Regions from separate parts of the Pan troglodytes genome. Here region 2 is linked to region 1. Evidence: chromatin contacts called from public Hi-C data. All regions are on one chromosome and are shown on one strand. The core of a region is the stretch at or near the end of the contact, and the rest is flanking DNA. Distances in the headings are between cores, read along the strand shown. Region 1 holds the start of SALL3 (spalt like transcription factor 3). Region 2 overlaps ATP9B (ATPase phospholipid transporting 9B (putative)).

What was found. A called contact is a pair of places that touch in the nucleus more often than the background predicts.
Region 2: a Hi-C map of stem cell-derived neural progenitor cells shows a contact between it and region 1, with 2.3 times the contacts expected there. The contact joins the enhancer-like site here to the promoter of SALL3 in region 1. A contact is called at or near these places in 1 of 7 Hi-C or Micro-C datasets (stem cell-derived neural progenitor cells) and 1 of 1 datasets of contacts at active chromatin or transcription factors (stem cell-derived excitatory neurons).

What each region holds. Positions count from the first base shown.
Region 1 is chr17:89,049,615-89,056,462 of NHGRI_mPanTro3-v2.0_pri, forward strand. It overlaps SALL3 (spalt like transcription factor 3), which reads left to right and starts at 3,465. Exons shown (of 3, transcript XM_512182.9): 1 at 3,465-3,984. The coding sequence starts at 3,903.
Region 2 is chr17:89,312,463-89,319,251 of NHGRI_mPanTro3-v2.0_pri, forward strand. All of the region lies in intron 11 of ATP9B (ATPase phospholipid transporting 9B (putative)), which reads left to right. Among named protein-coding and RNA genes, the nearest start is that of NFATC1, 160 kb to the right of the region's middle. Within about 2 kb of position 1,774, at least 6 of the 24 cell types and tissues checked have an H3K27ac peak or open chromatin away from gene starts, as enhancers often do. A contact at or near this core is called in stem cell-derived neural progenitor cells, where this site is marked.

The sequences.
Region 1 (6,848 bases), core at 2,215-4,714:
ACCAACTATTCCACTTCCAATCAATCTTGCAGATAGGCTTTGTTTTATCTGAGTGATACCGATTGAACCAAACACCTAATTATATGTTTCACTAATGTAAAATATACAGCATTAATTTGTAAATAATATTAGACAGACAAAATAATAATGTGTCACCTCTCAAGATGAAAACAACATTGCAAGAGGAAAGACAATTAACAAATTAGATTTAATTACAGGGAAGAAAAGCAACTTTTGTTTTTGCGAGTGTTTAGGTATGACAATATTAATAGACAGTGGTCATGTGATGACGAGTATGTGTGTGCCCCTCCGAGTCTGCACTACACAGGCACATGGACCAGCGTCCCTTTAATCTGGGCACGACTAGAGCGCATGTCCTGTCTCATCTGCGAAAATATTCCATAGACACGTTGTCACTTCGCAACAAATCTATGGTTGCAACTCAGGCTTAAAATGCAAATGCTTTTATTAAAAGTTGTCGCACTGAATAAGAGCAATTAAAGTTTCTGATCTGAGTATAGAGAAGGAAGAAAGGCGGGAACAAGCCAGTCAAGAAGTCGCACGCCTTTTGTTTTCTACCTTTGCTTTCTTAAAAAATTGATCTTGTTCACTTGTCAATTTTTAAAAGGGTGCACCGCAGAAATTACTCGTGCGCACCATTTCCGCTGTGGGGGCATTCGTACAAGTTTCCGCTGCACACACAGCCTCCCGGGCCCTCTCCTCCAAGGCTCTGCCGGATCTTCCAACGAAATCCCAGAGCAGCCTGCGCTGGGGAGCCCGCAAGTCTCTCCAGATCTCTGCACCCCGCAACTCTCTCCAGATCTCTGCACCCCGCACCGCCCGGAATCTGGGACGGCGCCCACGCAGGGCTGGGCCAAGGGCAGAGCTCGCACTCTGCCTTCACGGCCGGTTCACTTGCGTCCACGAAAGCAGCGTGCCGGCCTCCTCCATCTTCCCACTCGCGCAACGCATGGCGACCCGCGCGACACTTCTGCAATCTGAAGGCTTGCTTCTTACAAATAAAGGGCCAGAGTCTCACACTTGCCTTCGTTGGAGGGACTTAGAAGATCCTCCCCACGTCCACACCTTGTAGGAAATGCAAAACAGATCGATGAAATTAAACAGTTGCATTTGGAAGCCCCAGAAAGACCTAAAGACATCGTGCCGGTTTGTTGGAGAGAGGGTTGCGGGACAGGGGGAGCGGGCCTTACGCAACAGAAAAGGTGGGCACAGCGCGCTCAAAATGACCCAGTATGGAGTTGGTGCCGCCGGGCCAGAGGCTGCGAGTCCAGCTGGCTCTGGACTTGCTCCGCAGGCGTCAGACGCCGTGGGAACCTGTGTCTGCTTCTTCTCTCCAAAGTGTGTCGGTTAAAAAAAAAAATAAAAGTAGTAGTAGTAGTAGTGGTGGTAAGGAAAAAAATTAAAATAAAAAGGAGACACAATTAACCAGGTCATAAAAGCTAGGGCACCTTCGATCAGGGCTCTGGCCCTCCAGCGATCGTTTTGCGTTGTTTCTCTTCTCAAAAGTAGTCTCAGACCCCTGCCTTTCCGCTGCGGCTCTGCGACTTCCCCAAACTCCTTAGTCCTGTAAATTCTGCAAGAAACTCCCATCCTGCAAGCTGCTTTTCCCCCTCCCCGCTGCGTTCCTTTTTTCTCTCCCCACCCTCGCCGCCTCTCTATGCCCCTCTTTTCTCAGAAAAATTCCTGCCCCCCGCGTGCCCCAAAGCCCGGGCTGCAAACTTTTCCCCGCCGGGCGCCTCTGCGCCAGATGCCGGAGCGTCTCCACAAAGCCTGAGCATCGGCACAAGTTCGCAGCCTAACTGTGGGATAAAGACGTTTCCCCCGTAGCTTAACTAGAAAAGCGCCATCGATGGGTGTGTTAAACGGGATAACTAGAGATTTCAAACATCTTTTATTTGCCTGTCTTGAAAAAAAAATCCAAATGAATACGCCCGCTACCAAAAGGCAAAATAAAACCAACCTTAAGGGTTTTTTTTTTTTTTTCCAAAAGTGGCGATAGGGGCTGTTTGGACCTGACTCCAACCTGCGCCCTCCCTTCCTCTATGACTCTCCTGCGCTTTTCCTGGAACCCAAAGCTCTGACTTCGTCAAACTTACACAATTAAAGGCAGGCGGAAGAACGCGGGCTGGGAAGCAAGCGGGAAGATTCTAGAATGGAAGGGAGCCCGCCGAGCGCCGCGAGCCGCGCCAGGCCGGGTCCGATGGAGCAGGCGGGGATTCCTCCCCCAGGCGGACCCCCGCCACCAGCCCTGCCAGGAGCTCGCGGCCTGCGGAGCGCCCGGGCCGGCCGCTCACCGCCCGCTTCCCCCAGCGAACGACTCGGGGAAGCTCCAGGAGGCCATCTGTGCTGACGGTTCACACCAGACAGGGCCACTTGCAAGGACAAAAATAAGAAATTTAGGAAACGAAAAAAGACGTACTGGGGCGAGGGGCGCGGGCGCGGCGACGACGGGGCCGGGGGCACATCCTGGCGGCCGCTCGGGGAGAGAGGACACGCGCGGGAGGGAGCGCGGCGGGTGCACGGCCGCGGGTGGGAGTACGCGCCTGTGCGCGCGGGGCGAGGGCGAGGGCGCGGGCGCGTGCGTGCGACCGCGGGAGAGGGGGCGGGCGCGTGTGCGGGGAGCGCGCCGCGCCAGCTGCCCGAGTGTGTGGGGCCGATCCAAAAGTGCGCAGCCCCCTCACCTGGCCCCCGTGTCATCCCCGAAATCCCGGGAACAGGGTGGGCCGCGCGCGGGAGTTTGGTGGAGTTGGAACTTTCGGTCGCGCTCGCTGCCCACTCCGCTGGCGCCCGGTGGCCCGTGGTGAAGGGGGACTAGGGTGGGGAACACCGGGGCCCTGCGGTCCCCTCCCTTTCCTGTATTTAAGAAGCCGCCGGCGGCGCAGAGGCCCAGGCGGGCTGGCGCGGGGGCGAGGCGGCCCCGGTGGCGGCAGCGGGCGGGGCGGGCGCTCCGGAGTCGGTGGGGCCCGCGGGTTGGGGGGCGGGGAGAGGGGGGAGTGGAAGGGAGGGGGAACGCAGGGGAGGGAGGGGAGGGGAGGAGCCGCGCGGCCCGCGCCGCTTCCGAACCGGAAAGTTGGTCTTGCCGAAGTCCTGCCACCCCGGCGTGCGCACTCCGCTCCGCTCCGGCCGCGAGCCTCCGAGCCCGGCCGGCCGCCGGGGGAAGCCCGCGGAGGGGACGCGGGGCCGGGCGAGAAGGTCCGGAGAGCGGGGGGCACCTGAGCCCGAGCGGGCCCGCCGCGCTGAGCGGCGCTGAGAGCCGCGGCGGAGCAGCGAAGGCGGCCGGCCGACCCCGCGCGCCCGGAACAGGAGGCGCGGCGCCCGAGCGGCCCGGGCGAGACAAAGGCGCTGGGTCGGAGCCCTGCCCGCGGCCGCTCGCTCCGGGAGGGGCCGCCCGGCGGCGGCGGCGGGGGGGGCGCGGGCGGCGGCGCAGACACTCTATAAAGGGGCGAGCCCGGCGCGCCGGCGGAGACGGTGCCGCGCGGACGCCGCCAAAGTTTGCTGCCTGCGCCCTGCGGAGGGACGGCCACCGCGGCCCACGCCGCACCCGGGGCGGCCGAGGAGCGCGGCGCCGGAGCCCGCGATGTGAGGCGGCGCCGGGCAGCGCGCGCCCCGGTCCCGAGGCGCCGCGGCCCCCTCCTCGTCGGCGCGGCCGCTAATTGCGAGCGCGGCCTCATTTGCATAGGCCGCCGGAGTCCGCTGGAGCCCGGCCAATCGGCGCGGCCCTCCGCTAATGGCCATGCATTATTCACCAGCCTAATTGCTCAGCCCCATGCGCGGCCCGCGCAGCCGCCGCCGCCCCGCGCCCCACGCCCGCCCCGCGCCGTCCCCGCCGGCCGCCCCGCTGATGCCGCTGCCCCGCGCGGGGCCTGAGCGCCGCTAGCAGCATGTCTCGGCGCAAGCAGGCCAAGCCCCAGCACCTCAAGTCGGACGAGGAGCTGCTGCCGCCTGACGGGGCTCCCGAGCACGGTGAGGGCCGGGGCTGCGGGGTGGCCGGGGGGGTCTGGGGCTGCCCATCCGGGCTGGGGAAGCGCGTGCGGTGGGAGCGGATGCGCGCGTCCGGGAGCGGGAGAAAGTTCCCTGCTTCCTGCGAGCAAGTGTCCGCCCCGCGCCAGGCCGGCCGCGGGGACCCGGGTACTTCGCCGGAGCGCGCGCGGCCGCGGAGAGAGTTGTGGGCGAAGTAAACTTGGCTCCTCTCCTCGGAGTCGGGGAGCTACCCGCGAAGGGCGCCGAGGCCGCGGCCGGCTCGAGGACGGCTCGGAGGCCGGGGCGGGAGGGAGTCCACGGTGCCTCCGCCGCCGCGCCGCCCCCCAGGGTCTCTGCGCCAGGACGCTGAGGCCGGCCTCGGCGACCCCGGGGCGAGCGCGGCGGCAGAGAAGGCGACCGCAGCCCACCTACCGCTGGACGCGGGTTGGGGACCCCGCCGCCCGGCCAGCTTTGTTCGGGGACCCGCGCCCCCTCCCGGGCTCCCGCACCGCCTCGGGTGACCCGCGGTGTCCCAGCGCGTTAACGCAGCCTGTGATCCCTTGCGAGGCGAGGAGAAGGTCGGGGGCTTGGCTCTGCCTAATGGCCGCCTGGGGAATTAAGCTGGGGGTGAGCGCAGCGGCGGCGGCCTGGGCCTGGCCCCTGCTCGCGGCAGAACCCCGGCGTGTTTCCGGGGCGTTCATTGCAGCGTCTGCGCGGGCCTTTTTTCTCCCGTCTTTTTGGATCCGCCGAGGCCGGGCGCTGGAGACTCGCCTTTGCAGTCATTTCGCTGGTAGGAGCGTCCTCTTCGAAACATCCAAGAGCAAAGGGCAGGCGCCGCGAAAGTTAAGAGACTGGCGAAGGGCTGGACTTCCCAGAGTGGCGCCTTAGCCCCGCAAAGTTTGGGGCGCCCCCACCCCCTTCGTCGAGTTAAGACCTCGGCCTGCGGCGCCCAGGCTTCGGCGCGCCCCGCGGGGCCCCCAGGGCGCCAGGAAAGAGGGCCGAGGAGGGGCGACCCCACGACCCCGAGCCCGCAGCACAGCTCGCAGTAAAATAATTTGCTCCTTAAAAAAACAGGCAGGTCAACTTTTATGATTGACCTATTACAAGTTGTTGGAGGCAGATGGTGATCTTTTTACTCTGAGAATGAGACTGTCTGCGAAAAGGAAACGGGGCGGAAGAGTTTCCCGCACAGTGGAGTAAAGTTTGACAAAGCAGGTAGACACCCATGTCGGATGAGAACGAGAGAGCATGCTTACGACGCGGCTGGAGAATTAATGAATTAAATAAAATTAGTGAGCTCGCTGGGGTCTTTTTGTTGCGGTGGAGGTAAGGGAGTCTTATCTGTGTAGCCAAGTCAGCCAAGATGAGAACAGGCGATATGCTAAAAAGAAACGCTTGCATATGGTGGGTAGATTAAGGACAAAGAATCTTTTTGTCATGGAAATGGATTTTTTTTTGTTTTGTTTACTTCATCACATAGAATTTCTCACACTTGGTTTGTTTTGTATCGCCCTCAATGACTACATGATCAAATGAATGGATTTATTTCTGCCGAATGAGAAAGACAGTCTTTCCTTCAAAAGAACTACATTGCGTCCCAGTGAGGAATTTTAAAGCTTTATTATTGTGGCTCCTGAATGGCTTAAAGTCGGCTTTCACAGCCGCCCCAAAATGCAACAATGTAAATACTTCTCAGCTTTGTAGGGTCGGTATCAAAATGTGCGATGTCTCCTTTTATTAAAGCATATTTTAATTAATAGAGTAAACCCCCTGGTATTTAACAATTAACAAGCTGAGGCACTGCTATTCATTTTTAATTTCACTTCAGAAATGTGAGCATGCTGAACTTAATAGTGTAAACATGTGGAGGGCTATATCGCCTATATTTGAAAGCCTAAGATGGGATAAATTATTCACAAGTTCTACTTTGAATCCCTCTTGTTGCTGCTCGAATTTATTTAGAGATGCAAAATATTCAGGTTTTTTACCCGTGGTGGAATTAAAGTTCTTGTCAAGCCTGTGTTTTTCACAGCATCCAGAGTTGTAATCCAGACGTTGCCACAGTTCCTGGTCATATTTTGCAACAGGCCCAAAATACCCTGTGTGGGGCTGTGTCTTGGTCGAGCAGCTTCCATGCTTGTTTGAGAGAGTTTAGGCAAACTATTTTTTTTAAGTTCTTTCTCATTTAATTATATTCGAAGCAGCTTGTTCAAGGAGCGTAACAGACACTCTGTTCCGTGTTAAGTCAAGGAATGCCCCATTTGTCTATTACTCGGTCGCACTCAGCATCGTTCCTAAGATAACTAAGTAAAAATTTTAAAAAGATAAATGGGTGTGGAAACCAAATTACTCCAACCTGAGTCAGATCTCCTCAAAATTTTAATTTTGTTAAATGCAATGGAAATAAACAGACCGTGCCGGAAGTTGCAAGTGAGCTGAGTTAGTTTTGTGTTTTAGAAACGAGGTAAATAATTCCTTTGTATCACTCGGGGAGTGACATATTAATTAAAGCAGCAGGTCCATCTACATGCAGTAAAATAGAAAGCTACTGATAATGTCCTGCAGAACAAATATTCTATGCAAAAATGTTTAGTATAATGGGGGACAGAGATGCACTCACAGTAATTTACAGCACAAAGCCTGTATCTCTTAAAAAAGAATTATGATTTATTTTTGAAGCAATGAAAAGATTCTATACAAAAATAACTGGTGCTACCCAGACCTTACCACTACAGGAATGAAACATGACGTGTCTAGAATGAGAAAAAGTAAGGATAATTTATGTAAAGTTCTAAAGTCATGCTTTTGTTAAAAAAAAAAATAAGTCATTGAGACATTCCTAACAGAAATTGTTTTTTAAAATTACT
Region 2 (6,789 bases), core at 524-3,023, 260 kb after region 1:
TACATTCAGGGTAAAATAAAAAGGCAGATACCTCCCAGAAGAAAGATTTGTAAGGAGCATAGTCTCTTCAGTGTGTACTATTAGAAACAGACTGAGAAAATGAAAGGAGATGCGTGCTCTGTATTTTAAATCATTTTAAAGAAAGCCATGGTCTTCCCTTTCTTACCATGTCTCTTAAAGTTTTATGACTCCTAGTAAGAGACCTTCTTTTACAATATCAGTACCACTTAGAGTTATTATTAGAATGGAATCTATTTTTTATATGCTTTGGGGCAAGAAGTATTTGAGTGTGTGCCTTGTAAAGAAGCATCAAGCAGTCAGAACTCCTGGGCTCCTAGGGACCCTGAGGTCCAGTGACCTCCCACCCCCCACTGTCAGGATCTGCTCTTCTTGGAGTTCCTGCAGAGCTTGCTGGCTTGTCTGTAAAATACAATGAGAGCTTTATAACCCCCCTAAAGTCCTGGGTATTGTGTGTTTAGATAGTAAGGGTTAGAGAATAGGTTCATGCTCTTTGTAAAATATTTGTTAAAATAAATATAAAATTACCCAAATAAACTGTGTATTAGACTGAAAACCAAATGCCACTTCTATGAATGATGTTGCATGTTGAGGTTTCTGGTGTTAGTGGGTAGCTTACGTTATTGAAGGAATTATTTTAAATTGGTGGCTGGTCTTGGCAAAACCATTTAAAATTGATGCCTTCCTACATTAAGACAAAAAAAACAGTAAATATGTTCAGGATCTTGAAATCATTAAGGAAGCTGTTGTTACAATGTTATCAACTTAGTTTTTAGCTCTGAAACCTTAGGAGGGCACCAACCTACTGACTGAGGAGGGCACCACCCTACTGACTGTGCGGAGGGCACCGCCCTACTGACTGAGGAGGGCACCGCCCTACTGACTGTGAGGAGGGCACCGCCCTACTGACTGAGGAGGGCACCGCCCTACTGACTGTGCGGAGGGCACCGCCCTACTGACTGAGGAGGGCACCGCCCTACTGACTGTGAGGAGGGCACCGCCTTACTGACTGAGGAGGGCACCGCCCTACTGACTGAGGAGGGCACCGCCCTACTGACTGTGCGGAGGGCACCGCCCTACTGACTGAGGAGGGCACCGCCCTACTGACTGTGAGGAGGGCACCGCCCTACTGACTGAGGAGGGCACCGCCCTACTGACTGTGCGGAGGGCACCGCCCTACTGACTGAGGAGGGCACCGCCCTACTGACTGTGAGGAGGGCACCGCCCTACTGACTGTGCGGAGGGCACCGCCCTACTGACTGAGGAGGGCACCGCCCTACTGACTGTGCGGAGGGCACCGCCCTACTGACTGTGAGGAGGGCACCGCCCTACTGACTGTGAGGAGGGCACCGCCCTACTGACTCTGAGGAGGGCACCGCCCTACTGACTGAGGAGGGCACCGCCCTACTGACTGAGGAGGGCACCGCCCTACTGACTGTGCACAGCATTTCCGAGGTCCTGTCTTGAAATTAGGGCATCTTATGAGATGCCAGATTTTTATTCAGGGCCCCCTTCCTACCCCCCATAATCCAGGATGTTCAAGTATGTAGATTCTGGCCAGCATTCTGCGTGACAAAACATAAATTTAGGGTAACGCTTTTTGTCAGAAATAAATAAATGAGTGAGTGTATGTGATGTGCTGGACTGGTTGGGTTAGAAATGGCTGGCGCTTTCCAGAGAGCGGGACTGCAGGGATCAGGACGCGCGCCGGCCTCGCGCTCCCCCTGCTGGCCGCGCCCCGCACTCCCCGCGCTCCCTGGCTTCCCCTCCCAGCCGCCTATGGGAGGTGTGAGTACGACTCGGAGACAGATGACTCTGAGACAGACGTGAGCACCGCAGCGGTGATCGGCAGTGGAGTGACTCCTACACTTCAGCCTCCTCCTCCTCCTGATTTTCAGTTAAACAATGTGGTGATTGTAAAATAAGATTAGGAATGATGTACATTAGAAAATGGATAGGCTTATCTTAATATTCAGTGCTGGATTTTTAACGTAATTTCTATACGTAGAGCAAAAATTAAATTTCCAGATAGTTTCTGGATCATTTTGCATGTTATCACATGCTTATTTTTGTTTTAAATATGGCTTTGATGTATCACAAGTTGAGAACATTTGAAAGAATTTATAATACTAAAAATAAAAGTTTTAACTTACTACTTACCTTCCAGCCACTGTGTTGCTTTGCATGTGCTGACCTTTCATATATTGATTTACTTTGCGAAGGTTCTAATATATCAGTAAAGGCTGCCACACACTAACAGATGGAATCCAGTTGTCCTGTATGAACGTAGACAGTCAGCATGAGTTTTGTAAGGGCGAGCATGAGATGTGTGTATGTGTATACATGTGTTCAGAGATGATGCTACTTTCTGACATTATGGACAATTATAAAAAATTCTGGTGAGTGGATACGTGTCCTAGGAAATGCTAGAGCCAGTATCGACATTTCTCAAGCGATCTAGGAGTCCAGCAGTTTGAGAAAATAACCTCATTCTGCACTCATGAAGCCCCCTTCAAACTTAGCAGGTAATATGCTTGCAAATTTTAGTAATAATTTTATCCTTAAAAACATGTTTATATAGGTCGGCGGACAGAGTGACAATCAATATGCATAGTCTGTAACATCAAAAGTTGGGTAGCTCCAGTTTGTGTAAACTAGGTGTGAGGGTTTACTTTGAACTCCCTTGTCTCTTAATTACGTGTCATATGTTGGTTTCAAAAGTGGTTTTGCTTCCCTGTTTAGTAGCTGATTCTTGCATTAATACTTTTCTTATTTATACAAAAAATATAGTACTTTTTTATGTTAATGTTCAAGGGAAAACATTTTATATAATAACTATATAGCAAGCAAGGGAAAAAGCTTAAATTCTGAGTATAGAATAGGCAAAATGTTAAATTTCTTGGTAGGCAAACATGTAGGTTATGAAATAATTCTTTCAGAATAGACTTTAAATTGTCTATTGTATAAATACAGGTTTTGATTTTTAAGAACTAAGGTGATAAATTGTAACATTAAGAATTGTTGTGCTGATACTTATTTAGGGAATTCTTAAAGCACAGATTATTGAGCCAACAGACTATAATGGCCAAAAGAAACCCTTCTTATTTCGCAGATCACTGAGGCGATAAACGATAATGGCTCAGCCACATCTATAGTGTGCGGTCAGCCTGCATGTACTACACACACTTAAGGCTTAGTAGTTCATATCCAAAAAAGAATAATAAACTTCAGAAGGAAAAAGACTATGTAGCATCACTTTTTAAAAACTAATACTTTTAATTTAAACTTCGTAATGGAAAAAGTTGTTGCTCTAAAATTTAGTACTTAGATTTAGTGCATGAGTTTCATTTATTTGAAATGCAGAAACACAAATGAAGGTCTGAAAATTACTTATTTTTTTCTTGTCTCTTAAGATTCTACTAGCAGTGGAAAATACAGGGCTTATTTGTTTCAAAGATACTTAAAAGAATATGCTTTTTATAGGAATTTCAGTTAGGTTAATGCATAGCCCTATATCAATTTTGTAGTCAGGGTCCAAATTCGAAATGAAGAACTGATCCACAAATAGTTCAGCTGATGAAAGACAAGCAGTGTTAACAGTTGTGTTTTTCCGTACGTAGTCAGCCATGTACAAAGCTGTTCTTCTCTGCTGGTGCAGAGTAGCATGAATGAATTGGGTGTCAGAGTCGAGGCTTTTCAAATTGTCCTATATTCACAGGGAAACTACAGGACAAAGTAAAATAATTTAGTTTTCTGCAAGAGTTTAAATTGGCTCTTTGAAGTTTTGCATTTTACTATTCTAAACTACTTCTTTGTAAGGGGTAAGTACGCGTGAGTTTTAAAAGATGGGTGAGAGTGTTTGGATGCCGACATCCTGTTCACCCAGGGTGACATCATCAGCAATAAGTGTTGCACGGGCACTTTGTTGAATCATGGATAGGGCCTGAGACTTTACAGCATTCGACGTCTGCTCCAATTTGCCGTGTACATTGATTGCTTAGGAACTTAGTAGTATGATGTGAGTTTTAATTTTGAGATGGTTTGAAGTGTTGCTGTGTCATGGAGATAAGGTCTGATTCTCACTCGTCCGAGCATTCATTTAAAAAAAAAAAAAAGCCTGATCTTTTCTTGATTAAGCAGGAGAATACCGTATTTACCCTTTATTGTTGGTATAAACCATTATTTTACTGAGAGCCATTAGCTATTTAAAACTTGGTACATAAATTAAAGAGGAGCTAAATGGATTTGTGATCGTTGCCATTAGTAGCATTTTAGATTATACAGGCAATTATTGTGTTCATTATCCTAGAACAGCCCCTTTGCAGAATCATTGTGGTTGTCTTAGACATTATGCACAAATTTTCCCTTGGAGATTAAAATTTGCAGTAGCGTATTTAATTTTGTTATTGCAGTTGTTTCAAATAAAACAAATATTATGACAAGTAGAAGAAAATTTGCTTTACTAATATAGGAGATGACAGTGAATGTTGAAAATAACTTGTAAGTGTATTTACATTACCTTTTCTTAAATAGTCGTAATTACTTCAAGTGATTAATATATTTTATGGGTGAAAAGTTTACAGTCATGGCAGAAGTTATCTGGTCTGTCCAGGGATTGAAGACATTTTTTAAAGAAGGAAGAGATCCACATCAAAACTGAAGTGACCACCTTCTTTATAGAATCTGTAACTTTATACGTTAACTGGTTTTTATTTTAAATAGTTTATAAGAGTTCAGATTGTATTTTAGATCAGTTGAAGAAAAGCATGTTTCAGAGAAATTTAATATTAAAAGATTATTCATTGAAGTGGGTTTAAAAAATGCAAGTGTTGAAATGTGTCTTTTCTTCTGTTTTGTTAGAATTGAAAAAATAAAATAAAATAAAAGCAACCTACAAGCTTTACACTATATGCTGTAGTTTGGTTACAAGTTATATTCCAGGAACAACAGTCATAGTTCAGAAAATGCCACCTGCAAGGCACAGCCCATCCTTGAAAAGTTATATTTTATTCCACTAAATGTTTTATTGCTCTTAAGTTTAAAGGGGGTGGGAGAAGACAACATATACTTGGCTTCAGAGTGATTTTACATTCACTAGTCAAGCATCTGACCACATCTGTCTTCATCAATGAGAAAGGTGATAATGCTTTGATGATCTGCATATCGGTGTGCAGTGGGCGGCTTTGAATGTTTCCATCCAATACGTGGCATTTTTTGAAAGGAAACTTTGTATTCATTTCTGAGTGTTTTTGTCCTGGCTTTTACAGTTCCTCACTGCTATGTTGCAGGGGAAAGTGTGAGGTGGTGGTTATGCATTTTGCAAGACAGTGATTCTTTATTTTATTACAAAAAAAGACCAACTCTGGAAGGCCAGATTAAATCATTCCTTTCACTTTTTAATGGGATTTGGATGAATAGAGTAAAATATGCACTTTGCATTCATTGATAGCATCTTTAGGTTGAGGTAATTGAGTCTTTTTTCCCTGAGTGAATGAATAATGACTTCATCTGATCCTCAGTGAGGCCTGAAACTTAGACCGCCTTTGTCACAGCAAAAGGATCTGGGCTTTGAAACATGCTCTACTTCCCTGGCTTAATTTTTCTTCATTTTAATCCAAAAACCTATTTTTCTCAATAATTCAAGCATAAACTATGTAGTAGTCGAAGTAGCGGAAATTGCACGATATTTGTCCTGGTTGTGCTGCTTTTTAAATAGAGCTGATAAATCAGCCGCTGTGGTCTTCAGCTGCCCCATTCTCAAGGGAAGGCACAGCCCATACCCACAGCAGCGTTGGGAACTTCAGAACTGGTTGAGTACCGCTCCCTTTCCGACCATTTGTGATCTGGGGGAGCGGCGCTGTTACTGGTCCTGTGGCTGACCCAGAGAAGAGAAAGCCCCATGCTGGAGCTCCGAGATGTTGCTGTGGACGTTTTACTTGGCTAGAAGGGGATCTGCTGCTGTGAATTAGAGGGCAGTGTGCTTTCTTGGGAGAATATAGAGCTGGGAATGTGCAGTCTTTGAAGAGTTTCTGTTGAAAATGAGCTGCTGTCTGTGTTGCTGTATTGCAACATGGAGAAGAGTTTTTGTGGCAGGCCAAGTGTCTCATTAATTGTTACATTAGAATCGAGTCACTATTTCATATAAAACTGACACTTTGTGTTTGAAGTGTCCTCAGGAGTCTTACACAGTGAAGTGGCCAAGTGAGCCCTGTGGCAGTGTGCGCAGGACAGATCACAGGAGGGGCCACCCCACCCCGCTGAATGCGGCATCCCGTCTGTGTTGGTCATGGAACCCACACTCGGCACACCAGTCCCATGGCTTTGGGGTCCTTGTCATCGCTACTGTTGTGAAAGGCCATGAAGTATTTATTAACCGATGGTAGTGCTGACTCTCGGCCACAGGAAGTGATTTAAAACAAGCCTGGTTAGAAAAGAAAACTTACTATTTTATGATTCTGTTTTATAACATAGATCACTGGTGTTCATCTTATTTCTCCTACTAGATTAGCTGTTTCTTGTAGGTAAAATCTTATAGTTAGCTCATTTTCATAACCTTAGAGTTTAGCACAAAATGTAGTAGACATTTAAATTTGTTTAATTAGTTGAGTTTTCTTCGCAGCTGCACTTAATGGACTTTCTGACAAAGTTTTATTTTTGCTTGATAACTGCAGGTTCTGATGATCTCATGAGAGTTTGTGGAAAATATTAATCAAAACCAGATATAAACTAAATATATGAGTTGTGGGAAAAGGCTAGCTTTCTATTGGGCAA